2 separate regions of the Sus scrofa genome follow, and region 2 is linked to region 1. Evidence: chromatin contacts called from public HiChIP or PLAC-seq data. All regions are on one chromosome and are shown on one strand. The core of a region is the stretch at or near the end of the contact, and the rest is flanking DNA. Distances in the headings are between cores, read along the strand shown.

The links. HiChIP or PLAC-seq counts read pairs in DNA pulled down with a chosen protein or histone mark.
Region 2: an H3K27ac HiChIP or PLAC-seq map of alveolar macrophages shows a contact between it and region 1. The contact joins the promoter of TRIM7 here to the promoter of TRIM52 in region 1. A contact is called at or near these places in 1 of 5 promoter capture datasets (liver), 4 of 47 Hi-C or Micro-C datasets (blood, liver and skeletal muscle) and 2 of 2 datasets of contacts at active chromatin or transcription factors (alveolar macrophages and skeletal muscle).

The regions. Positions count from the first base shown.
Region 1 is chr2:57,243,774-57,248,639 of Sscrofa11.1, reverse strand. It overlaps TRIM52 (tripartite motif-containing protein 52), which reads right to left and starts at 3,317. Exons shown (of 9, transcript XM_021083413.1): 1 at 2,949-3,317.
Region 2 is chr2:57,307,213-57,312,134 of Sscrofa11.1, reverse strand. It overlaps TRIM7 (tripartite motif-containing protein 7), which reads right to left and starts at 1,604. Exons shown (of 8, transcript XM_021083408.1): 1 at 1,486-1,604; 2 at 717-1,383; 3 at 104-199. The coding sequence starts at 1,235. TRNAK-CUU (a tRNA gene) reads left to right here and starts at 4,264; the gene lies at 4,264-4,336. TRNAA-UGC (a tRNA gene) reads left to right here and starts at 3,729; the gene lies at 3,729-3,800.

The DNA of each region.
Region 1 (4,866 bases), core at 2,068-4,567:
TCAGGCCCCACCCCAGCCCTATTGAATCTGAAGCTCTAGGGGTGAAAAGGAGGGCAGAACCCCTTTGGGTGATTCTGAGTTGATTCTAAAGTTTGAGAACTGCTCAGGCAAAAGCAACAGCACAGGAAAATGCCTGGAGTGAAAAAGAGAAGGATGAGTTCAGGAAAACCAAGGTCAAGGAATGACTGCAAATGTAAGAGATAAGTCTGGGAGGAAAAAGGGCTAGATTGCCTCTCCATACCTGTTTCCCCTTAGGAAAGTGGGAAGAGGCCAAACTGGGGCAGGTCCTAAGGACTGGAGTTCAAGGGTAAGGTCTGGGCCAGGGAAAGGGTATGGCTATAGTTGCCTGGAGGGGACCCTGAATCCCTGGCTTAGATGAGCCTGGAATGGCAGGAAGGGGGAGGCAGAGTAAGAAGGGCCTGCAGAGTCACCTTAGAAGGAGGAAAGGGGTAGAGGGAGACCAGACGTAGTCTCAGGAGTCAGGGCCCTTGATGTTCCATAGGATTTACCTCTGCAGTCCCTCCCCTAGCCTGCCCTTGATGCTGCTCCTGTCTGGATGCCAGTAGTACATCTAGCCAGGTGCCAAGGCCAGATACCCAAGAATACACCCCTCACCCTGCTCTCACCACCAACCCCCAGCCCCCAACTCCAGCTTTGCTATAGTAACCAGCAAATCATCTATCTGTGCTTAATCTGTCTCTAACAACCAAGGGCCACCGATTAGTTCTGCCTTCTCCTCTCCCCTGGTCAGGACTCCCTGCCTTAGTTTTTGCCCAAGGCATCGTGACTCCAGAGCCAGCCTGCTGGGATCCAAATCCTAACCAGCCATGAGACTTTGTGCAACCGTGGGTAGCCAGCTAACCTCTCTGAGCTTCAGTTTCCCTATCTTTTTTTTTTTTTTTTGGCCACACCCATGGCATATGGAAGTGATCTATAACCTCAGCTGCAGCAATGCTGATCCTTAAACCACTATGCCTGGCCGGGGATCAAACCCATGTTGCCACAGAGACAACACTGGATCCTAAACCCACTGCACTACAGCGGGAACTCCATCAGTTTCCCTATCTTTATCATGGGGATAATAATTGAATCCTTGTCATAAGGTGCTATGAGGTTTAGAACTTACTTCTGCAGCACTCATGGTATCTGCCCCTTGAAAGCCACTTTCTCATTCCCACCTCCAGCATGGAAAGCCTGGCATCCATAACATTTATGAGGGGGCCTGCTGGAAATGCCTCGCTACCTCCCCTCCATGTGCCACCTCTCTCCTATAGTTTGGCACACACCCAAGGTTATCTCTCCATTCCTTCCCACCTCCTTGGCTTGGAGACCTGCCCTTGACCATTCCCCTCACAAGGTCATAGGACTTACGCACATATACCCATGACCATCCCTGCCATGAACAGCTGGAATCACCTGTGTGCCCCTGTATCATCCCAGCAGGAAGCTGTAAGAAGGATCCCTAAGGGCCATGTCAACCTGAAAACCAGGACTGGTTACACAGTCTTGGCCCAGAGACACAGTGGCCCACCCCCCTGGTGTTCTTATTCTAGGGACATTAGCCAAACACTTCCCCATCCCTGGCCCCACTCTCTTCTACCAATCTCCTGCCCAGACATCCAGGGTGCTTCTCCTTTAAGTGTTTCCCATGAGGAGCTGAGGATTGAATCCTCCTGTAGGTGCATCCTATTGGGTTCAGGAGCCTCAAGTTGGAGCTGATGTCTAACCTCCAGCTGAAGTTTGGCCTTTCTCCCATGGTGAATGGAGCAAAAAGCTCAGCAGGATTAGCAGAACTTGTGCTTTTGGTCCCAGATAGAAGCCACAGATGTTTTCAAATCGCATGAAAAGTTGTTGCAGACACCTGGAAATATGCTTTCCCCCCACTACTTCCAAATTCTAGGGAATTCTTACTATTTAAGCCCATTATTTAATGTGTTAACTTAGAAGCGCATATATGTTACACATCGAAAACTCACATTTCTTTTTAAAAGTTTTGTATTTCTATTTAAATTTTAATAGCTTTATAAAAACATACTTGGGTTCCTTTGGAATCCTATATTTTTCATTTTGTTATTAAAAACACTCGGAGACCCGGCCCAAGCACAAAAAAGTCCCAGTGCTGCCACCTAGCGTCCTCTCTAGGCCCTATTTCACATCTGTAAATGGTAAACCTTGGAAGTTGAGAACCGAAATGTCTTCTGGTACGTGCAGCCCTTAGAACAGAGCCTGGAATAAAGGACATCAGCTATTATTATTGCAGTAATGGTGGACACCTCCCCGCCTGTGCTAATAAACTTTCAGTGATCTGTGCTGTCAGGGTGGGCGGTGACTCGTGGGAGCTGTTGAGAATCCCGGAAGTAAGGCCCAGCTGTTTTGAATGCAGAACGGAAATTGACAAAGAATGGAAATTCTGAGTCATGTCAGAGAAACCCTCGAAGCACCTCCTCACCCTCTATCCAAAGGGTCGCCCAGGCAACCCGACAGAACCTTGCCAAGGGACCAGAAAGACTTATAGCGACCGATGGGCAGTTGCCAGGCCGAGCTAGAAGGCAGGAGGCATGGAGGATGCGTTCAGATTCCCACCCCAACGTAGCTTCCCTAAGGCCTTCCAGCAGGAAGCTGTGGCGTCGGCTAGGTCGCAGGTGGCGGGGGGTGGGGTGGTGGTGGTGATGGTGGCACAGGCCCACTGGCCCCTGGGGTCCTCACCTTGCAAGGCCGCTCACTCTATCAATGGGCTGCAATGGGAGGCGGCAGAGCCTCTGTCTAACCCGAGGCTCAACGACCCCTTCAGTCTTGGTTCAGCTCTCCAATTCACCAGCCTCCCCCCCAAAAACCTTGAAGTGGCCTCCAAATTCTTGGCCGATCTCTCCCTTGCACCCCTCCCCAGCTCTCGGCTGGGGCGCGACTGGGTATCCGCCCCCGGCCCCTCAGCCTCTCCTCCAGGTTACCTGCCGCGCCCTCCGGCACCAGCCCCAAGAGCAGCAACACCAGCAGCGGTGGCGGCGGCAACGGCCGGCCCCGGAAGCTCCCGGGGCTCGGCTGCCCCCTGGTCGCCAGCCTCACGCGCAGCCCCAGGGCGCAAGTGCCCGCGGAGTCCGTCTTCAGCTGTGGGGCCGGTGGCCTGTTGCCAACGCCGGTCACCGGCCGACCACAGCACGCGTCCCTCGCCCGGTCCGGAGCGGGGAGCGCTCAGCGCCTCCAGAGCCGCCCCTTCTGCGACTCCGTTCTAGCCTCAAGCTGAAGCTCTGGCTCTCGCCGGGTTCCCGCTGAGGTTCCCAGGCGGCCTGGGGGCCCGCCCACCGCTCCTCGATGGCCCCCTCTGCTGGGCTTCGGAAGAAAAACACCCCCTTCCCATCTGATAATTGTGAAGTAAAGCAATTACTACCACACGAAATGAGATCACTGAGGTGAAGTTAACGTTACAGCCATTTGAAAAGTCGGGCAATGTCTGCGACAACGGTCATGTGATTCGAAAATACCTGTTTCTGTTGGGGACCGAGGCACAGATTCTGCTAACTCCACGGAGCTTCGCTACCTCCGTTCATCACTGGAAAAATGGCTACAGTTCAGCTAGCCGATAGAGAAAAATAAAGGTTATTTTCCCCATCTAGTTTCCCAGAACCCCTGACTGCAGACCAGGGACTCCCATGGTCAAGATAATAGTTTTCAGCTGGACGTTTTTCTTCCTTTCTTCGTACCTTCTCTCTCTTCTTTCTCATTCTTTTTCCTTCATTCCTTCCTCTCTTTCTTTTCCTTCCTTCCTTCCTTCCTCTTTCTCTCCCTCCCTCCCCTCTTCCTTCCTTATCTTGCTGCATATGGAAGTTCCGCTAGACCTATGGGGCAGCAGCCTCCCAAACGCTTGATCCCAGCCATATATCTCTGACCTATGCAGTAGTTTGCCTCAACCACTGAGAGGCCCGGGATGGAACCTGTATCTTCACAGAGGCAATATGGAGTACTTGACCCACTGAGTCATAACGGGAACTCCTGGCCAGTTTTCTGATATTTGAAAATTCATAAGGCATTTCCCTCGTGGCTCAGCATGTTTAAGGATACAGTATTGTCACTGTAGTGGCTCGGGTTGCTGCAGTGGCTGGGTTTGGATCCCAAGTCTGGGAACTTCGGCATGCCCTGTGAGGGGCACGCGCATGCACGCGCGCACACGCACAATTCGTTGGAAGGACTTTGGTGATCCTGACTGGGGTGAATAGGGGGGAGGAATTTACACATCAGAGGGAGGGTCCAGGAGTGCCAGAAGTATTCTTACCCTGTCTTGGGGCCATCACACGCATGGTGTCCTGCCAGGCCGGTATGAGGGGAGAAGCCAGACTGTAATGATCTGAATCTAGAACACAACAATTTGTTGAGTTTTAATATTGTCAAAAGGACACATAGAGTAGAAAGAATAGAGGAAGGTGAGCATCAGAAAGTATAGTTAATCAGGAGTTCCCGTCGTGGCGCAGTGGTTAACGAATCCGACTAGGAACCATGAGGTTGCGGGTTCGGTCCCTGCCCTTGCTCAGTGGGTTAAGGATCCAGCGTTGCCGTGAGCTGTGGTGTAGGTTGCAGACGCGGCTCGGATCCCATGTTGCTGTGGCTCTGGCGTAGGCCGGTGGCTACAGCTCCGATTCAACCCCTAGCCTGGGAACCTCCATATGCCGCGGGAGCGGCCCAAGAAATAGCAACAGCAAAAAGACAAAAAAAAAAAAAAAAAGTATAGTTAATCAAGTTAAAAATAAATAAAGGAAAAAACATACAAAAATAACAAATCCGCATTTTGATATGATTATTACATTCCAAAGGTTGTGACATATTGGCAGGCATTAGTTGCAAAAATTACAGAGAAATTTATTTTTGTAGGTCATC
Region 2 (4,922 bases), core at 355-2,854, 65 kb before region 1:
TGCTGTTCCACAGGCACTCACTCCAAACCACACACACAGAGTCAGGCTGGTGGGTGGCCTTTTGTTGTCACTGGGGAGCCAACCTGGGGGTTGCCCTGCTCACCAAGAGCTCCTTACTCTCCTTCTCTTCGGTGGAACGAAAGGCCTCATAGTCCTCCAGATCCTTCTTCAAGACCTTCAGCCTGGACTCCAGGAGCTCCTGTGGGAGAGTGAGAAGGGAGACATTATGGGGAGAGGATTCTAGAAGCCCCCACATGTGCCTTTCTGAGCCGTCCAAGAGAAAGGGAAGGCCCTATTCATTGAGGAGGAAGAGGAAACTGCAGGGGTGAAGCCATCTCTGGACGTCAGGATGATACAGTGTGCATAGGCTGTACAAAGGAGTACGGGGCAACTGCAGGGTGACCCCAAAGGCCCCAGCGTCTCACGTCCTCAAGACCATCTGTGCACAATCCAGGCTGAAATACAAGTCCCCCAGAAGCCCAACCTGGCTAGTCCTCTCTTCCTTTCCTCAGGGCGGTATTGGTGGTGTGAGGGTGAAAGAGGGAGAAACGTCCTCGGTCCTGTAGCCAATGCCAGGCAGCGTGGGATAGGAGGAAAGAAGCAGGGGCTCACCTAGGCCTTCCTCCTGGCCTGCCTGTCGTCTGCACTGAGCGTTCGGGAATGCAGAACGGGGATTGGGGGTTTCAGGGACCGGTAGGGGTGAGGTTTCCGCTCACCTTGGCCTCCTGCACCGCCTCGTCAAGCGGCAACACTGCGTGAGCGCGGTGCTCGCGAGCGCGGTCGCACACAACGCAAATGGCACGTCCGTCGTCCTGGCAGTAGAGCTTGAGAGGTTCGCCGTGCTGCGCACACCCGGCGGACACAGCCTCCAGGGGCCCGCGTTCCCCCGGCGCGGCAGCTGGGAGGCTGAAGCGCCGCAGCAGTGTGGCCACTGCGGCCAGCTGCCGGTTGGGCCGTAGCTGGCCGGGGCGCGCAGGCTCGCGACACTGCGGGCAGGGCAGCGAGCAGGGCAGAGAGTAGGGCAGCGTGCGGGACACGGTAGTGGGCCCCGCGCTCGGGCGCTCCCAGCAGCGTGCAATGCAGGCGCGGCAAAAGCTGTGGCCGCACTCAACGGACACCGGCTCACGGAAAAGCTCCAGGCAGATGGAGCAGGTCGCCTCGCCCTGCAGCTCTGCCGCCAATGCCAGCGCCTCAGCCCCGGCGCTCGGGCCGGTCCGCGGCCCCACCGCCGCCATGCGCACCCTCAACGCACCCAACTTCGCGGCGCCCGGGAAGCTACTGGACTTTGCAGTACACCGCCCGCGAACGCCCACTGGGAGAGGAAGGGCGGGGTTGACGCCGGCTGGCCGAGACTTGAGCTGAGGATGCGCCAGGCTGGAAAACCTGAGAGGAGGGTGCGCGTGGATGGCGGGCTAGGCAGCACAGGGCGAGGGGATCTAACGGCAGGCCAGTGGCCTGCGCTCCCACTTTGTCCCCCTTCAGTACCCTGCCTTGGCCCGCGTCCTGCTGCGTCCCGGGGCTCCCTCTCTCAGTCTCTCCTTTCGCTCAGCCCTGACGCAAGCCTGTCTAGGCCTCCCCAGCCTGACCCAGTCAGCGGTGGAAAACAGGCTGGGACAGGTGGAAACACACACCCACCTGGGCGCCACTCCCAGTTGCTGCCTGAGGCCGACAAACACAGCTGGCCAGAGGCCCTGGCCCCCGGACCACAGTGTCAGATTCCCGGAGCGCAGGTTTGTCCCCGCCCTGTGCTCAGCTAAATTTAGGGTCTGGAACTTGGCTCTTGACCCCCACCCCCAATCGTGGCCTTTTATCTACTTCTGTGGCTACATTTCCCGCGATTGTATTCCCCTACCCCTTGTATATTCTTTATTTTTGTTGTTTTTTTTTAAGCAAGTAATATATTTTCAATCAATTTTCGCTCTTTATTTGATGTTACAGCCCTCCCCCCCCAAAAAAACCCCTATCCCCTATTGTCTCTTAATTCTACAGCCCCTCCCTAGAGTTGCCAATATTATTTGCCGCCCTCCGCTTACTCCCTCTGAAGGACATTTGGGGCAGATTTTATTCCCCAACCTCTTCAGAAACCACTCTTGTGACCACAGCGATTCTAACCCAAAGATGAAGACTCCTTCTCTGGCCTTATTTCCCCTCTCCTCTGATACTTCCTCCTTCCTGACACCCTTTCTCAGGGCCTTCCAGGATTCTGTACTTCTTGGCTCTCCTCCCACCTCCATGGCCTCCTACCACCTTCTTGGCCACCGCTGTGGTTTCCTCCTCCTCTCCCTGCCCTTGCTCAGTCCTTGGACCCCTGTCTATACTTACTCCTTTGTGATCTCTTCCATTTTCTTGCTTGAAAGACCTTCTCCACTTCCACAGTACAAATCCCCAGCCCAGGTCCCCCTAGGATGCCTAGCTCCCACATCCAACTCTCTGGATGGCATCTCCAGATGTAGCGTTCTAAGGGGGTGGGGGTTGTCACACACTCAAGTTGTGCATACTGTATTTCTAGTCTGTGCACCCACACACTCTTCCCACAGCCCTCCTCACCCCATCCCATTTAATAGCAACTCTGTACTTCTTGGTGCTCAGACCAAAACTGGTGAGTTCTCTGAGACATCCCAAGAGAGGAGAAATGTACAGGCCTCACATCCAGTGCTCAACATCTCACACTCTCACCTCCTCCAATGCATCATCCGCCATAATTTGATGATCACAACAGTTCTCTCCCCTTCTGCCCAACTCCCCTGCCCTATTTCTCTAACCAGCTGTGAGAACAATCCTTTTAAATTGTTAAGTCAGATACGGACCCTCCTCCTCTGAAATCCTCCGGTGGCTCTTACCTCTCTCAGAGTAAAAGTCAAAGTTTAAAGACCCTACTCGTTCATCCTCTGCATCTCCTGCACACAGTCTCTCCACCTCATCTCCTATCACTCTCCCCTGCCACGTGGACCTCCTTAGTGTTCCTGCAGCAACATGGCAGAAAGACCCTATCTCAGGGCCTTTGAACCCTGGACCTCTCTTTTCCCAGACACTTGCATGGCTCACATCCTACCTTCTTCAAGCCTTGTTTCAAGTGTCACCTTCTCAAAATCACACGTTACTACATTCTCTTCCCATCGCTGGCTCTATTTTCTCTCCAGCACTCTACCGCCTTTGCAATGTGAGCTGTCAGAGGGAATGGACTATGTCAGATTTGTTCACAGCTGGACCTCCAGGTTTTTAGAGCAGTTCTTATACATAGTACCGATCGGTAAACTTTTCTTGAATTGAGTTAATTTAAACGGGGCTCAAAATTCAAATATACAGAGTGGTTCACAGGAGCCCCAGCCCCTTCCAATTCCAAGAAATCAACTTTGCAATTCTGAATTATTTTATACAAATATAATATATTTTACTACACCCCCCCCTTTTTCTTTAACAAATGTAGCATCCTACATTCAGTCTGGCTTTCATTTTTTCAGCTCACAGTTCATTTTGGGGCATCGTGCCAGATGATTTTCCCTTTATCCACGGCTGCCCTCAAGTGCTTAACCTGGCTGTATGCTCCCCTCCGGCGTTCTTTCATCGAGGCCTGGTGGCCTGGAGTCAATAGAGGATGCTGAAATAGCTCGAGGCGTTGCCCACCAAGCTTCGCAACCACTGGATTGTCGCGTCTGGCGAATGCCAGTCACTCGCGCCCTGCGCTTATAAACGGGTAAGGGGGAATAGAGAAACAGTTTAAAGCGCATGGGGATGTAGCTCAGTGGTAGAGCGCATGCTTTGCATGTATGAGGCCCCGGGTTCGATCCCCGGCATCTCCAGTGTTGGTGTGCACTTATTTTCTCCCTACACTACTGGAATCGTGAACACGCACAGTGTTCTCTAGAGCCGAGGAAGGACTCCGAAGCGCAGGTTGCATGGGGCGGTGGCGGCCCTCAAATACAGTATTTAGGATCTACATTTAAACTCCGGGCCAAAAAAATCATAGGGGCGAGTTTATGGATGGGAAGATTCTCACGTTTTCCCTCCTCCGAGCCGTGCGTCTCTCAGGAATGGAAAAAGGGCTAGGTCGCTGTCAGAAAAGGGCAAGCAGGAAACGAAAGGAAGAGGGAAGGATGGCAACTAAAGCAGAGAGAGCGGAGTTTGAGTTTTCCAGGCTGCCAAGAATTCTCCGTTTAGTGGCCCGATTCTCTTCAAACAGAATCCAACTTTTAAACTTAGAGGTAGATGCAGCCGGCCGGAATCCTACCTTGAAGTAAATATTGTTAATATACTTCTTTGCGGGCCCGGCTAGCTCAGTCGGTAGAGCATGAGACTCTTAATCTCAGGGTCGTGGGTTCGAGCCCCACGTTGGGCGTAAACGCACTTATTTTTGTCCTCAGAGAAAAGAGGAACTCCCTTTTCTTTCCAGAGAAAAGAGGAACTCCCTTACGTAAAAGTAAAGCAGCGTCCTATGTTACAAATCTCCAGTGTGTACTACTGATTAATGCATGTCATCATTTATGTACTACTAAGGTAGTTTTACTTATTTATTCATTTTTGGACGCGTCCTGAGTATTCTGATGCTCCCCGTCCAGGGACCGAAACAGCCACAGCACTGACAACGCTGAAGGCTTAACCACTAGCCCGCCCAAAATGAGTTTTTGAAACATCTTTTGAGTAAGTAATACCGTACTGTTCAAAAATTGAACCATCTTTGGAATAGATAAGTAATAAGATTCTGCTGTATAGCACTGGGAACTGTATATAGTCACTTATGCTGGAGCGTGATAATGTGAGAAAAAGGAATGTATATGTGTATGTGTGACTGGGTCACCTTGCTGTACAGTAGAAAATTGACAGAACACTGTAAACCTGCTATAATGGAAAAAAAATCATTTAAGATTTAGACCTTTTTTAAAAATTAAAAAATAAAAAATCACACAGAGTCTAATAGATAAGGA